4 separate regions of the Mus musculus genome follow, and regions 1, 2 and 3 are each linked to region 4. A link is a contact called in public Hi-C and HiChIP or PLAC-seq data. All regions are on one chromosome and are shown on one strand. The core of a region is the stretch at or near the end of the contact, and the rest is flanking DNA. Distances in the headings are between cores, read along the strand shown. Region 1 overlaps Adtrp (androgen dependent TFPI regulating protein). Region 2 overlaps Adtrp (androgen dependent TFPI regulating protein). Region 3 overlaps Gm10790 (predicted gene 10790). Region 4 has its middle 56 kb from the start of Edn1.

Evidence for each region. A called contact is a pair of places that touch in the nucleus more often than the background predicts. HiChIP or PLAC-seq counts read pairs in DNA pulled down with a chosen protein or histone mark.
Region 1: a contact with region 4 is called in an H3K4me3 HiChIP or PLAC-seq map of bone marrow-derived macrophages, with 4 times the contacts expected there. The contact joins two enhancer-like sites. A contact is called at or near these places in 2 of 484 Hi-C or Micro-C datasets (forebrain and nephron progenitors) and 2 of 115 datasets of contacts at active chromatin or transcription factors (bone marrow-derived macrophages and microglia).
Region 2: a Hi-C map of bone marrow-derived macrophages shows a contact between it and region 4, with 1.9 times the contacts expected there. The contact joins two enhancer-like sites. A contact is called at or near these places in 3 of 39 promoter capture datasets (the HPC-7 cell line, cranial neural crest and pre-B cells), 3 of 484 Hi-C or Micro-C datasets (bone marrow-derived macrophages, olfactory sensory neurons and uterus), 3 of 115 datasets of contacts at active chromatin or transcription factors (astrocytes, bone marrow-derived macrophages and microglia) and 2 of 9 other capture datasets (bone marrow-derived macrophages and embryonic stem cells).
Region 3: an H3K27ac HiChIP or PLAC-seq map of microglia shows a contact between it and region 4, with 4 times the contacts expected there. The contact joins two enhancer-like sites. A contact is called at or near these places in 1 of 484 Hi-C or Micro-C datasets (Sertoli cells) and 1 of 115 datasets of contacts at active chromatin or transcription factors (microglia).

Annotation. Positions count from the first base shown.
Region 1 is chr13:41,823,873-41,828,533 of GRCm38.p6, reverse strand. It overlaps Adtrp (androgen dependent TFPI regulating protein), which reads left to right. Exons shown (of 7, transcript NM_001145875.1): 2 at 149-391. The coding sequence starts at 239. Among named protein-coding and RNA genes, the nearest start is that of Adtrp, 21 kb to the left of the region's middle. Within about 2 kb of position 2,748, at least 52 of the 459 cell types and tissues checked have an H3K27ac peak or open chromatin away from gene starts, as enhancers often do. A contact at or near this core is called in bone marrow-derived macrophages and microglia, where this site is marked.
Region 2 is chr13:41,800,480-41,805,694 of GRCm38.p6, reverse strand. All of the region lies in intron 4 of Adtrp (androgen dependent TFPI regulating protein), which reads left to right. Among named protein-coding and RNA genes, the nearest start is that of Adtrp, 45 kb to the left of the region's middle. Within about 2 kb of position 1,539, at least 56 of the 459 cell types and tissues checked have an H3K27ac peak or open chromatin away from gene starts, as enhancers often do. A contact at or near this core is called in bone marrow-derived macrophages and microglia, where this site is marked.
Region 3 is chr13:41,881,241-41,885,873 of GRCm38.p6, reverse strand. Gm10790 (predicted gene 10790) reads right to left here. Exons shown (of 7, transcript NR_033545.1): 2 at 1,845-1,979; 3 at 237-332. Among named protein-coding and RNA genes, the nearest start is that of Gm10790, 18 kb to the right of the region's middle. Within about 2 kb of position 2,078, at least 50 of the 459 cell types and tissues checked have an H3K27ac peak or open chromatin away from gene starts, as enhancers often do. A contact at or near this core is called in microglia, where this site is marked.
Region 4 is chr13:42,242,982-42,247,974 of GRCm38.p6, reverse strand. No RefSeq gene overlaps it. Among named protein-coding and RNA genes, the nearest start is that of Edn1, 56 kb to the left of the region's middle. Within about 2 kb of position 2,019, at least 78 of the 459 cell types and tissues checked have an H3K27ac peak or open chromatin away from gene starts, as enhancers often do. A contact at or near this core is called in bone marrow-derived macrophages and microglia, where this site is marked.

The sequences.
Region 1 (4,661 bases), core at 1,499-3,998, 420 kb after region 4:
TGGAGCCCTGTTTTGAAATGGGTGCAAACTGTCAGGTTACCTATCGCAGAGATTCCCTCCCACACTTATAAGGAAAGGTGCCTAAGAGCGAGATGCAAAGTCCAGCCTGTGTTGAAATGCTCATGCCCAGAGGGCTTTGTTTCTACAGCTTTCCAGCCTGAACAGAGGGCAGCTGGGACACCCAGGACTCAGAGTGAACGCAGAGCGGGTGCCACTGTCGCTCCGATCCAGGGAAGCCATGACGAAAACAACCACTTGCGTGTACCACTTCCTTGTTCTGAACTGGTACATTTTCCTCAATTATCACATCCCACAGATTGGAAGGAATGAGGAGAAGCTAAGGGAATTCCATGACGGTGGGCGATCCAAGTACTTGACACTCCTTAATCTGGTAAGTCGGTTTATCCACGTCTGGAACCAACCTCTTATCAGTAACGTGAGAGTTTTTCCACGAACCACTTACTAAGCACAAACTCCCTATAGGTCTTCCTTCGTCATGGTTGGTGAGTTTTGGGGCTTCCCCTGCTAATCAGTAGTTTGTTCTAAGGAACTAAGTTTGGAAAAGTTCTGTAGCTACTGGGGTGTCTAACTGTTAAGTGCTCTTTTACAAAGACTTTCCGAGCCCAACTTGGGGACTATAGACTTGAATACAAAACACAGGAGAGATTTTTTTTTTTTGAACCTTGCTTGGGAAAGTCTGTGAAAAGAAGGCGGTGTCACATGTTGAGTAGGAAGTGTGACTTCCAATGAAGGAGTAATGTCATTTGACAGCACGCACCGACTCACAGATTTAGCCAAGAAAAGCAAACACATTTTGCCACCTTCCTCTCCCACTACATTTTTTTATAGGCTCAAGATCCATCTGAAAGGAGAGATCACCCGAGCCAACAGCCAATACACAGCTTCAACTATTATAACCAAACCAAAGTTAAAACACAGTTCTGCTGGGTGGTGGCAGGGCAGGCCTTCAACTCCTGCAGAGGCAGAGGCAAGCAGGTCTTTTGAGTTTGAGGCCAGCCTGGTCTACAGAGTGAGTTCCAGGACAGGAAGAGGGATACATAGAAACCCTTTCTCAAAAAACCAAAATAAGCAAACACACAAATAAGCAAATAAATTATAAATATAAATAAATTAAAAACAAAATAAAATAAATACAGTTATAAAATTATCTGGTTTCAAGCTGCAAAAAAAAAGTTTTTGTTTTTTTTTTCTGTTTTCAAGATTTCATTTTAGTTTTACTTTAAGGGCATGAGAGTTTTTCTCGTATCGCCTTTTGTGCATGCAATGTGTACTACATATGTCTGACTGGTGCCTTAGAGGCCAGAAGGGGGCATGAGATCTCCTGATACTAGAGTTATAGGTGAGCTGTCCTGTGGGTGCTGGGAACTGACCCTGAGTCCTATGAAGAAGAAGCAGCAGCAGCATCCTTAACTGCTGTACCTACTGCTCTATGATCTCTCAGACACCGGGATCAGAATATGCGAATCCCTCTGAATCTTCAAAATTGAAATCCTCATCTTGTGGCTGGAGCAGAAGCACGGTGGTGGGGTGATGCTATGTTGTCGGGGTGGGGGATGTTGAGTTCAGGTTGAAGAGCCCCTTGAGGCCCTGTCCCCTTCCCTCTGGCCTTGTGTTCCCCTCTGGATATTAGCCTGAATATCTTAAGCTCTGGACCTTACTCCCTTGTGCTAAAAAGTGTCAAGGTGGCTGTTGGTTTCAGTCTTGAGATGTCATGAGGGAAAAAGGTGAATCATTAGAAAAGAAAACAAAGACTGATTTTGTAGAATTCTAAGAGCACTATACGTAACTCTGTTGGGTAAACTGAAGGCAGCTTTTATGTACTAATCAAAGGCAGACTCCTGTATGGGCATTCTATCACACATAACTATGGAGCAGGACAGACTTGTCACACAGCTCTATAAGCCACCCCCCTGACCTCTTCTGGCTTCCAATGGCATTTTCTCTAATTTTTTGTCTGCTGGCATGTTCTAGTTTGGTGTTTAAAAAAAATATATATATATATATATATTATACATATATATATGTATAATATGTATATATATGTATAATATGTATATATATACATATATATATATATATAGCACCTTTATTTATTTTGTGTGCATGTATGTGTGTGTTTGGGGGGGGGTCATGTGCACCTCAATGCATGGGGTCGAGGTCAAGGGACAGCTCTCTGGAGTCAGCTCTCTCCTTCCACTATTGGGTCCTGAGGCTTGAAGTCAGGAAGTCGGGCTGAGCAGTAATCTTCTACCAACCTGAGCATCTCACTGGGCTCAGATGATATTCTAGTTTAATCCCATTTCCTGCCTTTCTGGTGAATTAGCCACCAAATCAAAAATCCCATTGGTTGTTACTTCTGTTGGACCCACCTCTCCCTCCCCAAATTTCCCGCCGGCTCCTTCTGAACTCTGATTACTTTGCACCCGAGGACTGCCACCTTAGCTCTGCCCTGTCCTTTCCTACAGGAAGTGTCCACCCTTCCAATACTCAGATTCCAGGTTAATCTTCCAGAGTCCTTTTTTTTTTTTTTCCTTTTCTTAATTCCTTTAAACATTGTGGCCTCTTTTTATATATATGAAACAAATACAACAAATCTGACCAACAAACAAAAAACAAAACAAAATACCCCCTCAGGTCCCTTTTTTCCCAGGAAAGCTACTACTGTCTCTGAGAAAGAAGTCTGTCTCAAGTTTTATCTGCAGTTTCCTTCCTCATTTCTCTGCCCATATCCCCTAAGGCCTATTCGCCTCTGTTCAACACTTTGCTTCCTCATTGCCTTCCATAGACCACCTGGAGTCCAGTGTATGGCGCAGTTTTCTGTCCTTTCCCTCCCCTTTCCGTAAATGTAAAAAGCATTTGAACTCTCACTAGCTCAAAACCAGTTCTGCCTCCCACGCTCTTAGCAGCGCGACCCACTTTAACAGTTCTCCTCTGTGTTCAGAGACTAGACGTCTGCTCACATGTCTGCTGTGGGCGTGGCTAAGATGAATAACTCCTCCTCTGGCTGCTTCCGGCCCCAGCATGGCCCCAGCACGCTAAGGAGACCAATCCCGAGACCTTACCTGTAGTGATTTCCTTTCTATGCTCTTGAAAGTTTGACTTCATAGAATATCCCCCATCTGACAAAGATAGGTTTAGTATATTTTAGGGAACCCATCCAAGGATAGTTTTCAAATAGCTTGACTAATATAGTTGAGCCTCAAAATCTCTACATCGTGAGATCTTGCATGTTCACCTATAGCTATTCGTTCTTAACTGATTTATATTTTCATTAAAATTTAAAATTTCCATTAATAGAATGATCAGGCTATAGATCTCCTAACTTTAACATTCATGTTTATTATTACTAGTGACGTCAGTATCCAACTCATGTTAGCAAGAATTGTAAATTTTATTATATTGTATGTTATATGTTAGTTTTGGCCTAACTTTTACATTAGTTTTGCCTACATATTTGTCTGTGTGCCATGTGTGTGCAGGTTCTGTGGAGACTAGAAGAGGGTGTCAGATCTTTTAGTGCTGGGACTATAGGCAGTTTGATACCATCTGGTAGGTTCTGGGAACTAAACCCCAGTAAGAGCAGAAAATTCTCTTTAAACACTGAACCATCTCTGGAATCCATCGACATAGCACATCTCTCCTCTTTTTATTTATATTTTCAATCAAACACAACTTTTAACGCTTTTGTAATATGCCCTACTAGTCATGTTAGCCTTCTATGTGTCCTTTCATATTAGCATACAAACCAAAATGGACATCATGGAATTTTCATACAGATTTTGATTTTATTGATCCCCACCCACACATCCTTCCTCTGTCCCCAGTAGTCCCCAACCTTCTTGCATGTTACATGCATCATTTGACTTTTTATTTCTTTCTCCCCATGACTTCTTTCCTCCCCTTTCTAGTTTCATGACCTAGAGGCTGCAGCCCACGCATAGAAACAGTACCATCTAGAACTTACATAGGAAGGAAAATGTGTGACTTTTATCTTTCTGAGTCTGATGTACCATTCCTCTCAGACATCCTTAATTTCTAATTGGCTGAGTGCATGTCTGTGTCCCAGTTGAATGGCAAAACCTGTCTTATTACAAGTCAGCTTTCAGAGCTTTGTGCCTTTTTCCTCCTGACACTGCCCCCAGGAAGTCCCAAAAGAAGCCATGGAAGCTGCCAGAGGGTTGGTGGCTGACAGAGAGCTGCTAACTAAGAAGAGAAAGGGTGGTGGGGGTGGGGGGGACAAGAAAGTCACTCCCGACAAGACAGAGAGGTGGCCCCAGGGAGAGGGAGTGTGCTCTGGTGGCTGTGTCCGCTGTAAGGTTCCTTTGTTTATTGGTTACACTGTGACCCAGAGCTAAGGACCTTATGCTGTTCATTCTCACATTTGTTAAGTAGAAACACAAACAGAAGCTAACAGCATGGCCATAAGCTATCACCATGGCGTAAGCAGAAAAGGAGAGAAGATGGAAGGAAGACAGGGAGCTTAGAGTCATCTTGTGTTTGACAGAGATGGATAAATAATGAGGGACATAGTGACTTAGTGGAACACAGGCCTCCTTGATAAGTTTTAAGTGGGTGACCTGATGAGAATCAACCACCTCATACTCGGTACACACATTCTACATACACAGCTCTGGTGTCTG
Region 2 (5,215 bases), core at 290-2,789, 440 kb after region 4:
TGAAGCTTCATGGAACACGATGAATGTGTGTGCAGAAGGAGATGACATCATCCACCGGAAGCTACAGAGAGAGTCAGCAGTCAGCCTAGGCTTTTATAGCCACTTGCTCTGGAGAGATCTACCTTAATTCTCCCAAAGGCAGAACTGCCAATAACACAGGAACCTCTGCCTTCTAGGCCCCACCTCTTAAAAGTCCCTCCACTTCCCACCCCTACATCCGTGGGACCAAATGTCCACCATACGAAACCTTGAGGGGCACATTCAAATAATAAATATCTGACTCTTAACAATCACCAAAGACCTTTGACCATGTGAAGTAGTCCTCCCAAGGAAGGCTTCCAGGAAGTGGGGTATAGACATCTTGATGGGGGGAGGGGCATCATTCTGTTGCTATGGTTTATGATGGCAACACTCTTACTGTATATACTTTCTCCCGTTTGCAGAGCTCCTAAACCCTGAAGACAATAAGGGATTCTGTCCATTCAGCTAGACAAAGGTAGCGATGTTATTGAAGCTTGCGGCTAGCAAACTGTGGTCCAGTACTGTCTTTAAACCCTCATGGACCACCCATGTAAAGAAGATAAGGTACTATGTAATTTGGCAATGACGCCATGACACAGGTGAGACAGTGGTGACAGAGAAAAGGAACCTGGCCTGGGAAGGAGAAAGTTGGATCTTGAGAACCACAATCTCACATGTTGATAATGTCACTTCCTAATTTTTCTTTTTGCTTTTTCCAGAAGCTTCTACTTGCCTTCTTTCCTTCTCCCCCCACCCCCCCCACCAGCCCCTGCTCACTAGAGGGAACTGTGGTTTGTTAACAATAGAAACCTTTCATAGCATCCCACTAGTGTCTTAAGAGGTGGCCTCATCCATCCTACTTTACCTCCCCTGTGCGCAGGTGCCTCTGAACCTTCTCTTCTAAAAGGGCACTGATCAGATTGATTTAACAGCGTCCTGAGACCCCAAGAAAAACACCAAGTGGATACTATTTGATCTGGCAGGAACAGGGGGATCAAATAAAGGAGTGGGAGGCTGGCATTGCTCAGTAGATCTCTATTCTAGAACGTGGAATGCTTGAAGTTGGAGTTGGGGCTGAGAGACATAGGTAGTAAGTGCTGAACAGCTTTAATGCTAAGAACTCGTATTCTTGGTGTTGATCATTGGTTGGCTATCTTGTAGTCAAAGGAGATGGATAACCGGTTTTGAGCTTAGAGTTTTTTGTGTCCATGAGTATCAGTAATTAGATTTTTAAAAAATTAAATGGGGTTACTTAGGAGCTCTTGTTAGCATAGGCAGTTAGCTGCAGTAGGGAAATCTCACCAGACCAGGTAGACAACTCAGAAACCCACAAATCTCTTTCCTAGTGGGAATTCCGGGAAGAGACACTACATTATTTTTATCTCATGTTAAATCCAGGGAAAAGAACAAGAGATTAAAAATCTATTTGTATGACATTCTTAAAATAGCAGTCTTGACTCTATTCTTACACAAACATGACGCTTGTGACCACTTGCTTATATTCAGCTGGTGACCTCACAGCTGCTTGCCACTACCAAGTAGTAATGATTCATCATGCCTCGCCCTGCTGCTCCCCAAAGACACAAATGTGGGCGTAGAATCAGAACTAAAATGCTTCCAACTCTCCGTGCTGAACACCTTGCAGGGGAACAGAAGAGGAAGGAAGCCGAAGCTGAACTGTGACAAGCTAGGTCCAGCTCGTGACCCTGAAACTGTAAAAATACATTTTCTCCGACATCTTTATCCTTAATACAGTTTTTCCTCCAGGCACATCAATTACTAGACAGAAGGGCTTGTTTCCCTGCCCTGCACAATCTTTATGTGCAAACATGTAACACCTACTGTGTGCACGGTTTTCCTTTATTCCTTCTCTGGCTCTCAGTTAAGCTATTTTCAGATACTTACAGATTTGCATACAAGTGCAAGAAATAAATCCTCAGTGTGCTTTGACCAGTTCCATCAGGGGTATTGTTTTCTTTCTCTCTCTCTCTCTCTCTCTCTCTCTCTCTCTCTGTGTGTGTGTGTGTGTGTGTGTGTGTGTGTGTTTTCTCTCTCTGTGTTCTCTCTGTGTGTGTGTGTGTTTTCTCTCTCTGTGTTCTCTCTCTCTCTGTGTGTATGTTCTCTCTGTGTTCTCTCTCTCTCTGTGTTCTCTCTCTGTGTGTTCTCTCTCTCTCTGTGTGTGTGTTCTCTCTCTCTGTGTTCTCTCTCTCTCTGTGTTCTCTCTCTGTGTGTTCTCTCTCTCTCTGTCTGTGTCTGTGTGTGTGTGTGTGTGTGTGTGTGTGCGCGCGCGCGCGCGTCTCTTTTCTCCCTGTCTCTCTCTGTTTCTCTCTGTGTGTGTTGCTGTGAATTCTGTGGATACATGTGCTGTGATCTACCTGCAAAGCTCAGAAATCTTCGGTATCAGTTCTCAGCATCGTCTATAGGCTCCTGTTCAGCTTGTTGGTGCTGAAGATAGGGTTCTCCTCCCTCTGCCTCCCATCTTCTCCTGAAAATGCTAGGATCACAGATGTGCTCTACCCCTGCCAAGCTTGTACAAGTGTTCTGGAGACTCAAGCGCAGGTCCTCACTCTCTAGCAGTAGTAACTTCTCCACCAAGTCATCTCTCCAGTCACCCCTCTGCCGCTATGCATTTTTAATGTGTCACCTATTGAAGGATATGAAGTATCTTTGAGTCATAAGCTCAGGGACAACCATTTCACATCACCTCTGATTCCAGTCCGTTGTAGCATGAAATTCTAAAAACGTTTTCTGGCCATTTTCAACTCTTGATTAGCATCCTAGTCCATTTGCCCGTGTTATGACCGAATACTGGAGATGAAACAATTTATAAAGAAAAGGGATTTATTCAGCTCAACAGTCTTAGTGACGGGGAAGCTCAAGATGAAGTGGCTGTACCTGGTGAAGGCTTCACACTGTAGTATGCGGGTGGCATCAGATGCTAGATCTGCATGAGAACTTGTCAACCCAGCATATGGAAGGGGGCAGGGAAGGAGACCCCTTTGTATAAATGTGTGATGATTCCATTGTTACAAAGGGCAGACTAATGTCCTCTTGAAAGATCCAGTCCAGTTCCTTCAGAAAGGCTCAAATCCTTCTCAAAGGCCCCAACACTGCAACAAAGTTTCAGCGGGAATTTTGGCAAGAGGGGGCCATATTGAAAGCACAGCCACTGTGTTTACATTGTGAGCAGAAAAACAGTGCTGGAGATACAATTTCTCCTGTGACTCCAGAGAGAGGGGGAGGGGGGGGCGTTTGTAAAGGCAGTAGATGGACAGGTAAAGGCAGTAGATGGACACTCCTGTGGACACATGGTGGGGAAGAGCCCCAAGCTGCTGCAAATGTTTAGGAAGCCCCAGCACAGAGAAGCACAGCTATTAACCCTGCCCCTAATTTGGACAGGATGGCAGGCCTAATTACAGGGGTGTGGTTGAGCGGGTTGAGCAAGTGTTGCTTAGAAACACCATCGAAGTTCTTGCTTTCTTCTGGACTTCCTAACCTAAGGTGGGTCCCTCTGTCCTCCCAACATTCACCAGAGTGACCCTGAGAAGGCAGATGAACACTTAAAAGCCCAGCAGGGAAACCAGAAACAAATCTTGGCTTTGGCAACAGTTACTTGCTGGACAAGAACTTCGCCATACTTGCAAACAGAAGGGCATCTAATAATGACCTGCCTCGGGATTGCTATCCACTGCAGGCTTTTTGTTAACTAGAATCCACCAGACTCTCACTAGGCCTGCTTTCTTCATTTCTGGAGAACCTGGATGACCTCAGCTTGCCTGGTTTTGTTGGATTTTGGGGGAGTTTTTGTTTGTTTGTTTTTTCTTCTTTCTTTTAATCCCAATTCAGAGACATTCCAATTTGTGCTGGACTGGCCTGCTTTCAAAGTTCCATTTATTCTTGGTGCTTTATCAATAGACTGTTCTCATACAGGTCACAGATTTTTAAAAATGCATCTCGATTTCTAAATCAAAGTCAAAGGTATTCATACGTCATAAAAAACACGTAGATGTCTTCTGAGAAGCTGCAGGGATTTAGGTAATTGAAATCATCCAGTGTGCTTGAGGGCTTGCTAGTGGGCCCCACCCCCCTCCTGTGTGAATCAGCCAGCCCTCACTTCCATGGCAACCGGCAACCGAGTATAATACCCCAAAAGGAAGCATGACTTCGCTGAGGCAGACACTCAAAACAGCAGATCCTGGACTTCTCTGAAATACCAAGAGACAAAAATAAAAACCTAAGTAGGTAGGAGAGACCAAAAGCCCCTGGATTCTGGAACTGAATGAAAGTGTCCTTGATCGCTTGATCGGTCGCCTGGTGTGTGGCCTGGGTAGACTCCCCAGGCAGATTTAAATGGACGCCCAACCCCCTTCCTGATAGGCAGCCAGATTATTCTCAGTGCCCAATAACCCCACAGGCAGCCACTGGGGGTGGGGATAGGGTGGGAGGGGGGGTGACTAATGCAGAGACCCAGCCTTCAACGCTGCTGCCAGCCAGCCCTTTCCCCATTCCCCATAGCGCTCATTCCCTTGCCTCTTCACCTCCTCTGCCCATCACACACCACTTTTGTGCTACTTTCTCCTCTCCCCCGGGGTGGATTACCAGCCAGTAGAATAATCCTTGTGAGCATTACCCAGTAGCCTCCTGGATGGTCTAGTAAAAATGCCAGAGGCTTCCCACGCCTGCATGGATTCTCAGCTCTTCATGCTTTGTGACCTGGCTTTTCCAACTTCCAACTCTTCCTTTCCATCAGGTCTCCCAATCCATGACTTAAAGATCGCGAGTGTGTGCAAAGGGCCTTGTTTTGCCATCCCTGCCCGAATCTCACCAACTCTGTTGAAATCACTGTTCACTGGTGCTGTGGTTTGAATGTTCCCTCACTAAGTCCAGTGTTGGAAACAGTCTCCAGTCCTGCAGAATTGAGAGGTAGAACCTTAAGTGGTGATTATTAGGTCATGAGGGTGCCCCTCTTTATGAAAACATCAATTGGACTTAGTAAGAGCACAGTTAAGTGAGCTGTGAACAGGGTCCCTAATAAAAAGATGAGTCTGACTCTCCTTTCTCTGCCTTCACCATAATCCTTCACCACGAGAGCATCTACTTTTCAAAGCATGATATAGCAAGAAGACCCTCACCAGATGCTGAGCCTTCAATGCTGGACTCCCCAGACTCTTGCACTGTAAGAAATATGCTTCTT
Region 3 (4,633 bases), core at 829-3,328, 360 kb after region 4:
CAACAAGGCATCCTGTTCAAGTCAAAAGCGTTGAGGTATAGCCAGGGTGCCAATGCGGGCTCATGTGATCGTTGACTCTTTCTGTCATGTACCTGCTACCCCATGAGAACATAGCCATCCACCCAAGCCCAGCCACCCTTTGAAATCACCTAAACCTGAGATCCAGGAGCCATTGCTCTTATGGAGGAATCTATGCTTGCTAGGCATTCGGAAAAGAAGGCTATCAAAGGACTCACCTGATAGAGGGGACTCCTCTGAAGCTGATCAGAGAAGTTTCAGATGGCCTTGTGGTTCCCAGATGAAAGGGACGACAGAAGTGCAAATCGTTGGCACTGGATGGGAAAGGAGAACACTGGGTACATAAGTGCGGTTGGGGGCGGGGCAGGAATTAAAACTAAGAACAAAGGGAAGGAAATTAAATTCAGAGCCATCATTCTTTGAAAGTTGGCTTCTGATTTTAATCTTGAAATAAAAAAAGAAAAAAGAAAAGAAATCTTCAGGAAAAAAGCTGTTTCCAGCTCTGTCCACCCTCTTCCCTTTTATAGCATCTTTCATTTACTTCATGGTTTGATAAAATCACCATAGGACTTGCCATTGGAAGTAACAGCTTGTTTGTATGGAATTACGGTGAGGGTAGACATTGCTCACAGATAATGAAGGTAGGTCAGTGTGAAGGATCAAGAGAACAACTCACTGGAGTATTATGAAAAGGCAGCCACAGGCAGCATCTGTTTCTAATGTTCCCCTCCTGTTTATCTCCTTGGGAGAGACACACAGTTTCATTGCAGTTGAGGATGGGTACTGATGTCATCATGGAATTCTTTTGAGAATGTTGATGCGACTCTCCCATCCTAACATTTCTCCTCTCTCTTCCTCTAAGGGAAATTTTCAAAAGAGCTTCTTGGTTAAGTTGACAGTTGTAGATAATGCAGAAGCATTTTAGATGGCAAGATAGGTTTGCAATGGTGCATGCCCATATTAGTAAATGGGGACTACATCAAAATACTAGCCCAGATAATTGTGTGTGTGTGTGTGTGTGTTCATGCACATGTGTGCACGCATACACATGTATGCGTATATACATGAACACATTAACATTAGTTTTAACAAACAGAAGAAAAGCTTAGTTTTCCCTCTGGAAGAAGCATAAAAATATTGGCATGAATTTTAGCATTAGTCTAAATGAACTGGAGAAGAAATCTGTCTGCCTGATAGCCACAGCACAAGTTTAGGAAGCTGGATTTCAGCTTTCTCCATAGCAATGAAAATGCCGTCTGACACCACCTAGTTGTGCAGAGAAATTAAACATGGTAGAAGACATAGTGCTTCTCTGGGATTTTTAAAAAACACCCAGAGAGATTATGTGGTCATAAGGCTTTTGTATTGGGGTTTGAAGGTAAAAAGGGAATTCTGGATGGAGTGATGATAGCAAGTAATGCCTTGGACTAAGCAAGAAGTGATGGGTATCAGGTGGGTACCATTTCCTATCAGAGCTCCTCTCCATCACACGTGTATATAGCAGCCCCCTCCTGTGTCTCCACCCTGATGTCTTCCCTGTGACGGTAGTTTCATGTGCCATTCTTTCCCCAGTCTTTCTACATTTTCACAGAGAAATGCCTTAACCCAGCCTCAAGATGTGAATGGCAGAGCCCCAGGACTCCTGTTTATTCAGCCATTAGTGCCGCCTTCAGTTTTTTAAATCATTGATTTGACAAATATTTATTGAGCCTTGGCTCTGCCAGGTAGTGTCCCCAAACAAGGAATGCAACCAGGAATAAGAGGATCTCCATGTGAGCATTGCCTGGGAGCGCACATGCAGACAGAGACAGGCAAGCAGCACTCACATGGCTTAGCAATACAGTCTGGGATCCTGGAGCAACTTCTAGAGACAAAGAAAGTCTTGAACCAGAGAGGCTGCTGGGAGATGCTGAGGGCAGCAGAAAGGCTCGATGTCTCCACTTGACAGTCACATCTTCCATCTGTAAATAGGGGACATTCTGTTTAGAAGAAACTGACTGGGAAAGGAGAAAGGGGAACCGACTGGGAGTCATGAGCCCTAGACTGAGCCTCAGTTCTGCTTTTCACCACCTGTGTTTCTCAGAGCCTCTTCTCAACAGTGCTAAGTCTCAGCTTCTTCTTTTTGGGGGAGAATAAAGAGTACTTATAATAGTAGTAGTACTTTTATGGTCTTTATCAATTTTAAACTTTGATATCAAAAAAATTTTCTCATGCCCAAATTAACCCTTTCCAATTAAGGAATAATTTTGTATAATGTTTCCAAAAGGCAGTTCTTTGATATTTCCAAAGAGTGTATTTCATTCCCTACCAGTTTGTCAACTGAATTGTTTCTTTGTACTGATCATAGCTACAGCCTTAACTTTTCTGGGAATCTCTGCTGTGGGGGTCTTGGTAGATGAGTGAATATGCATTCTGTGTTTCTAAACAATAGACAATGAAGAATCATCTATTAACCATCCAATAAGCTTCAGCAATCCTAACCAACTTGATCAATGTTTCTATATAGAATCTCTAAATCATAGTCTTTAGGTCCACTGAACATGACATGTATTTTTTTATTATTGTGTATATATGTGTGCACATATGTACATGCATGCATGGATAGACAACCATGGAGGGAGGACAGGGGACAACTCTGTGGAGTTGGTTCTCTTCTACATTTACAAGAGTTCTAGGGGTGATAATCTGCCTGTTTATGGCAAATTTGATCCATCTAGTTAATGTTATTCAAAATCGAACCAGATCTACAATCTGAACAACAGCCAACTGCTCAACAATGGTGTTTGGAATAAAAGAACATGCCCACCAAGATGGAGAACATTGAGCTAAGATCTTCCTTCCCCAAGCAAACAAGATTCTAAGCTATACGGGGGGGGGGGGGGGGGGTGCACAGAGGAGGGAGTATAATGGTAAACTGGTAGCATCCCAAGTTTTGACCAAAAGGAAAAAATCAAAGTATTCATTCTCTTTGGCACCAGTGGACGTAGGCGCACGTTAAGCAATGGACAGCTTCACAAACTCAGCTTTTCAACACGTCTTCAGAAAGATAACAAGCCGTGCATTGAGGACCATGGGGATGGGAACAGAAGCTGCTCAACCAAACAGGGGGAAGAAAAGGAACATTTCTGTCTGCTTTTCTGAATGTTATAGTGGGGATGTGGGACATGATACAAGACTATTATAAGAGAAAGAAATGTCCATCTTATTACTAAGCTCTGCTTACCCTAAAGGGGTGATGCGAAGACATTCAAAAGCAGTTTTAATCACACGAGCCCCCTGACGTGCAACAGTCTTTCCTAGTAAGCTTTAGAGGAGCCTCATAGAACTGCTCAGATATTTAATTATTAAAAGATTAGGCATGCTGGGTCATGTGACCCAAAACCTACATTGGTTCTGAAAAGAGATTGAGCAGAGTGAAAATGGGAGACAGTTGAGTGTTGGGCACCAATTAGAGTCTCTCTCTCTCTCTCTCTCTCTCTCTCTCTCTCTCTCTCCATACTTGTAGGTTCTTTGTTGGTTCTTCTCCTAACTGTATCCTAACAGTATCTTCTCTGGCTCAACTGTCTCCTATTTTACTCTCCTCAATCTCTTTTCTGAACCAGCTGTCTTCTCTTCTCTCGCCCTACTCAGTCTTCTTTCTTCCTGCACCAACCGTCTTCTCTGATCCTAGTCTCTGACTGGACCGGACTCTTTTTGTCACCTGGATCCTATTCCTCTCTCTCAGCCTCTGCTGGCTTTTTGCATCCCATCTTCTTTCCAGAAGTCCAACAGGTCATAGGTTCTAGCAATTCTAACAGCTGAGCATTCCCAAAGGGCCTATCAGCTAGCATCTAAGGATTCTTTAAAGTGCCAGGCACACAAAATAAACCATACTACATTATACTTCCTCACATACAAGGAAACAAAGACTTGCATTTGATAAAATATTTAGCCAAGAACCAGCAGCTAGTGGGAAACTAATCAAGATCTGCAGACTCTAGGGTCTTTCTCCCTTGACTCTCTGACTAGCTTGCTATTACCTTGAGTCTTTAGTTTGTATCTATTTTAAGGAGTCCTCAACCCTCCAATCTGTCACCTTGACCCTCCTGCCTTCTCTCTGGAAGAGTTTTCCTTGCCCAGACTTCCATTCTACCTCACTTCGTACCTCTCGGCACTCCTGTAGATGGTTCCTCTCTCCATGGCAGACCCCCCTTCTGGGGGAAGAGTACTGGACTGACCCCTTATTCCTGGCCTGCCATCATCGTGCATTAAGCCCATTGCCTCTGGGTTTGACAGAGAACAGGCTCCTGAGAAACCAGTCACAGGACTTGTTTCCCCACATCTCTGTGCTTTCATGCCTCTCCTGAGATTTCAATGCCGTGGCTGTGAACAAATCCTAGAGCTACTGAGGACCACATCAAGGCCAAAGATAGGCCTCTCTGCCAAGTCGGTAATGCCTTTAGAGTATCTGGGCCTGAGCCAACCCCTTTTAATGCTTCCCTGCTCTGAAGTGGACACAGTGACAGACAGGAGTGCAAACTGGCTTGCCCAGTATACCTGAGCCCCAGCTTTGTCCTCTTGCCAGTCAACAGCTCAACCACAAGAGAGATCCATCTCCTTTTACAGAAACATACAG
Region 4 (4,993 bases), core at 770-3,269:
TATATCAGTCTTTGAGAAACTGAGAAATATTAAGCTTTAAGTCACTTTGTGAAGTAGAGATTTTATGTAAAACCTAAAGGAAGACATAGAAGTAGAAACTGTATAAAAAGCTGAAGAAGAATTCTTCAGAGTTCTGATTGCACAGTGTAATACTATCTATACACAAAGACAGAGACTCACACTGTCAGAAAACTATCAGATGTCCCTACTCTGAAAGACTCAGTCACTTAATAGATGTTACGAGAAAATACTTGTGAGGTCCGTTCTTTTATTCCATAGAAAGTCACATTCACACAAAAAAAGGTCTCTTGGCTGAATATCACCCATAAGTTCTAACTCATAGCTATGTGATTTTTTTGTGCAAGAATCTAGTTATAAAATTTGTTTATAATTTTGTAAAAAAAAAATTTAGAGTCAATTGTCAGTTTGACACAACCTAGAATTAACTTGGGAAGAGCATCTCAATGAAGATTGTTTCTAATGGATTGGGCTATAGACATGTCTGTGGGGAGTGCTCTTAAATAGGAAGAGCAAGCCCACCGTGGGTGACACCATTTCCTAGAAAGGGGATCCTAAACTACAGAAGAGTAGAGAAATTGATCTCAGCAACCAAATAAGCCACACATGTGCATCTGTTTAGTATGTTCTTGAGTGGGGGTGTGATGTGACTGACTTTTTAAAGTTTCTGCCTCGCTTTCCCACAATGGTAGATGATTTACATTGTTATCACGTTTTCAGAACTGTCACCTACCTGAAAAGCTCTTTATAATCTAAGAATGGAGCATTCTATTTTGAGCCAAGAACCATACTTAGGAAGCTTCCCGGGTTCACCCACAGCAGGAGCTACTGGTTTTGGAACCTGCTCCTACCCCAAGTCCAACCTCCTTATCTAACATTTTGGAGAAAGCAAATTTATATAAAAAGCCATACTTTGAGAAAGGCAAATCTAGTTTATTAAATTAGGAGCTGGCATGCAAATACTCATTAACTGGAATCATAAAGTGTGCATTAAAATCGATTATGCTATTTATCTCACACACACACACACACACAATCCCCAGAAGGAGAAGTTTCCTTCTTTCTGTTTAAAGCTCAGAAATAAGTTTTATGGCCCTAGAATGAATGAGGGGTACTTCTCTACCATTCAGTGAGAAACTTGTCAAGAAACATTTCTGTCACCCCCAAAGGCAGAATATATTCACAAAGACTTACACAATATTATTTTTATGAAATCCTGCTTTCGAAAATGATAAAGCCTGCTTGTGGATGTGGAGATGACTCGGTGGGATTGTTGCCTGAGTTCAGAGCCCCCGAACCCATGGAAACAACCAAGCACAGCTATGTGTATCTGTAACCCCAGGCCTGTCTGCGAGGGATTAGAAAGCCAGGCAGATCTGAGGGGCCTTTTTGACTCCTAGTCTAGCTGTTCCAGCAAGCTCCTGTCTCAAAAACTAACTAACAAAAGGTGGAGAGTGAGTGAGTGCAGAAGACACCTGCTGTTGACCTGTGGCCTCCACACACATGCACAGGCAAGGACACCTGCAGACACACACACAAATCTATGCACACACATGTGTATCCCCTGCCCACACACAAATAATAATAACAAAAAATAATAGGAAAAAACTTGAAAACTAAACTAAGAGACCGGAAAGAAAAGCACAGGAATTAAAGAAGGCAAGAGCAGCTTTGAAAAAAACACTAGGCCAAAGTTCTCACATACTAGCCTTTCTTCCAAAGGAAGGCAATCCACGTGATGCGAGATGCTTCCTCTTCTCATGTACTTTAGAAAAGCTTTTCACTTTCTTTTTTGGTCTCTGGCAGGGGACTTCCTACCATATAGCTTCATCCCTCCTTAAACTCCGTGAATTAGCCTCCTCTGGAAAAAGTAGATTCCAAGTCCTGCAAACCATTGTTCCTAGAAATGTTATCAAATGAGACTGACTGTAGGCAAGTGATCTCCTTACTAAAATTAGCAGCAGACTCCGTTGCGAACAGAAAGGAAGTCTGCGTGGAACGGACTAGAACTGAGACAGCTGAGACTCACTCTTTCCATCCGTTTCGATGGGCCCTGTGTCAGTGTCACCATCCTTGTCGTGGGTTTCCTGGCCCTCAAGTGACATAATGGTATCCCACTGGCAAAGTGACATAGCCAAGGATATGAGCAATGTCACAAGATATATAATGTACAAGCTGTCCCTTGGATTGACTCAGATTGCTATGGCTTACCTTACATGTTAGTCAGACAGATATATCCAGTCTTCTTCCTAAGCAGCCTACATAATAAAATAAAATAACTACCTGTTAAAGAATCTATCTTGCTTAGAATAAACACTCTAACTCTCCCAGTGAATATTTGTCAAATAATACTTTTTGGTTTTGTTTGCGTATGAGATGATGATGGCCCCATGTACTCTTGCACATCTCCCCAAACAAGAACTTTCTCCTCTCTTCAGACTGTCTCAAAAAGTGGTGGGGTACCAGTGAATTGCCCCTCTGTAAGTCTGGAACCTTCTTGGTCAATGCAATGTTGAAGAGCAGGCAACTTCAAGTCCTATCAGAAAGTGCCAACGAGGATTCTAGCAGCCCAGGTTAGGGGGAAGCCAGGAATGGTCTCTAATCTTGGTCTTATCTGCTGACCTTGGGGTCAGCTGAGTCGTCATTTGGAGACACCTGCCTTCGAGTCCTTCCCCCTGCTTATATGTGATTGGATCATTTGGTGACCTCAGCCTCAGTTTCTTCCCTTATAAATTGATGTTATTGGGCCCATTTTGCTGTGGTTTTGAAAGGATTAAATGATCGTGATGTGTGATGAGTGAAGTAAATTAATGACCCAAACCTGGGACTCACTCCACAAAAAGGCTTGCCACCATCAGCTGATCTAAAAGTCTCCCGCAGCAATAGAAAGTTCCCATGGGGGCTTCTGCTTAGTCTGAGATTCTGTTTTTGGATCCTGGCTTCCTTACCACCAGCTGAGGGAGCATTTCCAGGTTCAGGTCTTCAATTCTTCCACTTTAATAAATGCTTTAGACCACAAGGTGGTGCTTTATTCTAAAGTTTGATATCAGGAGGCTTTTCCAACTGCAACCAGGGTGCAGCACACAGAGAGTGCATTCCGTGTCACTAAGCCCAGCTTCCAAACCATGATCCGAACATCTGTGTGGAATCCTTAGCCCTGTGACTAATCACCTCGAAGCACAAGCCATAAAATGAGCTTCCAGGATAGGAAGAGGGTCAGAGGCACGGCAAGACACAGTTCCCTTTTCAATGGTGTTTATGTAAATCTTGTATCAAATCTACAGTGGTACAGTGTCCCTTCAGTCCCCCAGTGAGCAATCATTCAAAGAATACAGAGATGAGCAAAATGAGGGTGACCTTGTGACATTGATCCCGAAGTAGGAAATAGCCCATTTCCCCTTTGATACCTCCAGCCACAAGCATGAGCCAGGGTCATGGGGGCTCTGCATGCAAAGCATGTTCCCACCCTCCTTCATTTTCCACACACTCATATACTGGGTCTCCCTGAACTGGCATCATACCACCATTGGCCAATTGCCCATGGGTGTGAAGCCCTGTAGGGAGTCAACTTCCTGTGGGCGTGGTTTCCACATCTCCAGATGCAGCCAGATATACATCAAATATGTATTTAAAAAATACCTCTGAATTTCTGAGAATGTGGCTTGTAACATATGCAAAACACCCCAAGTTAAGAGCCCTAGCACCCACATCCCTGGAGCTTGCTAGCCAGCCAACCTACAGAAAGCACCAAGCTCTAGATCAAACCTCAAGGTCATAGGCAGAGAGCAAGAAAGCAGAAAACCCATCATCTTACTCTGGATTCTGTGTGGTGTGGAAGTGCAGGCATACACGTGCATGTGCGAGCGTGAGCTCATACACACACACACACACACACACACACACACACACACACACACAAGTGGACACACATATATTGCCTCTGCAATTAAATCAACAGATATTTTCTTGTCATTATTACCTAAATAACTAAGTATGACAACTTTTTACACAGTATTGATAATCTAAGCCTTTAAAGTATATAGGAGGGGCTCGAGAAATGGTTCAGCAGTTAAGAGTGCACATTTGTCTTCCAGAAGACCAGAGTTCAGTTCTTAGCACACATATAGGATGGCTCACAATCATCTGTGACTTCAGATACAGAACTGACACCTTCTTCTAGCCTCCTCAGGCATACATACATACAGACAGACAGACAGACACACAAAATAAACCTTACAAATCCATAAAGTGTATGAGAGGATATGTATAGGCCCTGTGCAAACATTACTCCTTTTTATGGTGGAAACTTAATCTGCAGGGGTCTTGGAACCAATTGTTAGATTCCAAGGAAATCTGAGGAATAACAGTACCTTTACCTTAGTTTGTTAGAGATTAGGTTGTCAGGACTTTACAGTCATTATTAAGAGAAAATACAGAATTAGTCCTGAGCTATCATGGCTCTGTCAGCAACTTTGGGAGTTTCCACAATTTCTGTTCTTTATGGAGGAAAAAAAAAAAAACAAAACAAAACAAAGCAAAACAAACAAAAAACAGGTAGACCAGATGACTGCAAAGATCCTCTTTAGTATAAACATTCTGATGCCAGGAGTGGTGGCTCACAACTGTAATCCCAGCACTTGGGAGGCCGAGGCAGGATTGCTACACGTTTGAAACCAGTCTGGAGGATGTAGAGAGTGTCAAGTCAGTATCAGCCTGCATAGCAAAACCCCGCCCTCCCCTTCCCCCAACAAACGAACAAAACCCTGGCATTCTGTAAGTCAGTCTTATCCAAGACCACCCCTGAAAGCGGGTTGAAGTAGTGGAAGTTTGGATAATTGTAGATGAGGGTAAGAGGAGAGGAAACCAAGCAAAGATACTTCTGGTCAGAAAAGGCTAGCATAGGGACAGTTGGGGTGGGGGTGGTGGCAGGGGCGACAAGACTTGTGAATGCAATGCCCAGGAGGGAGTGTGCAGC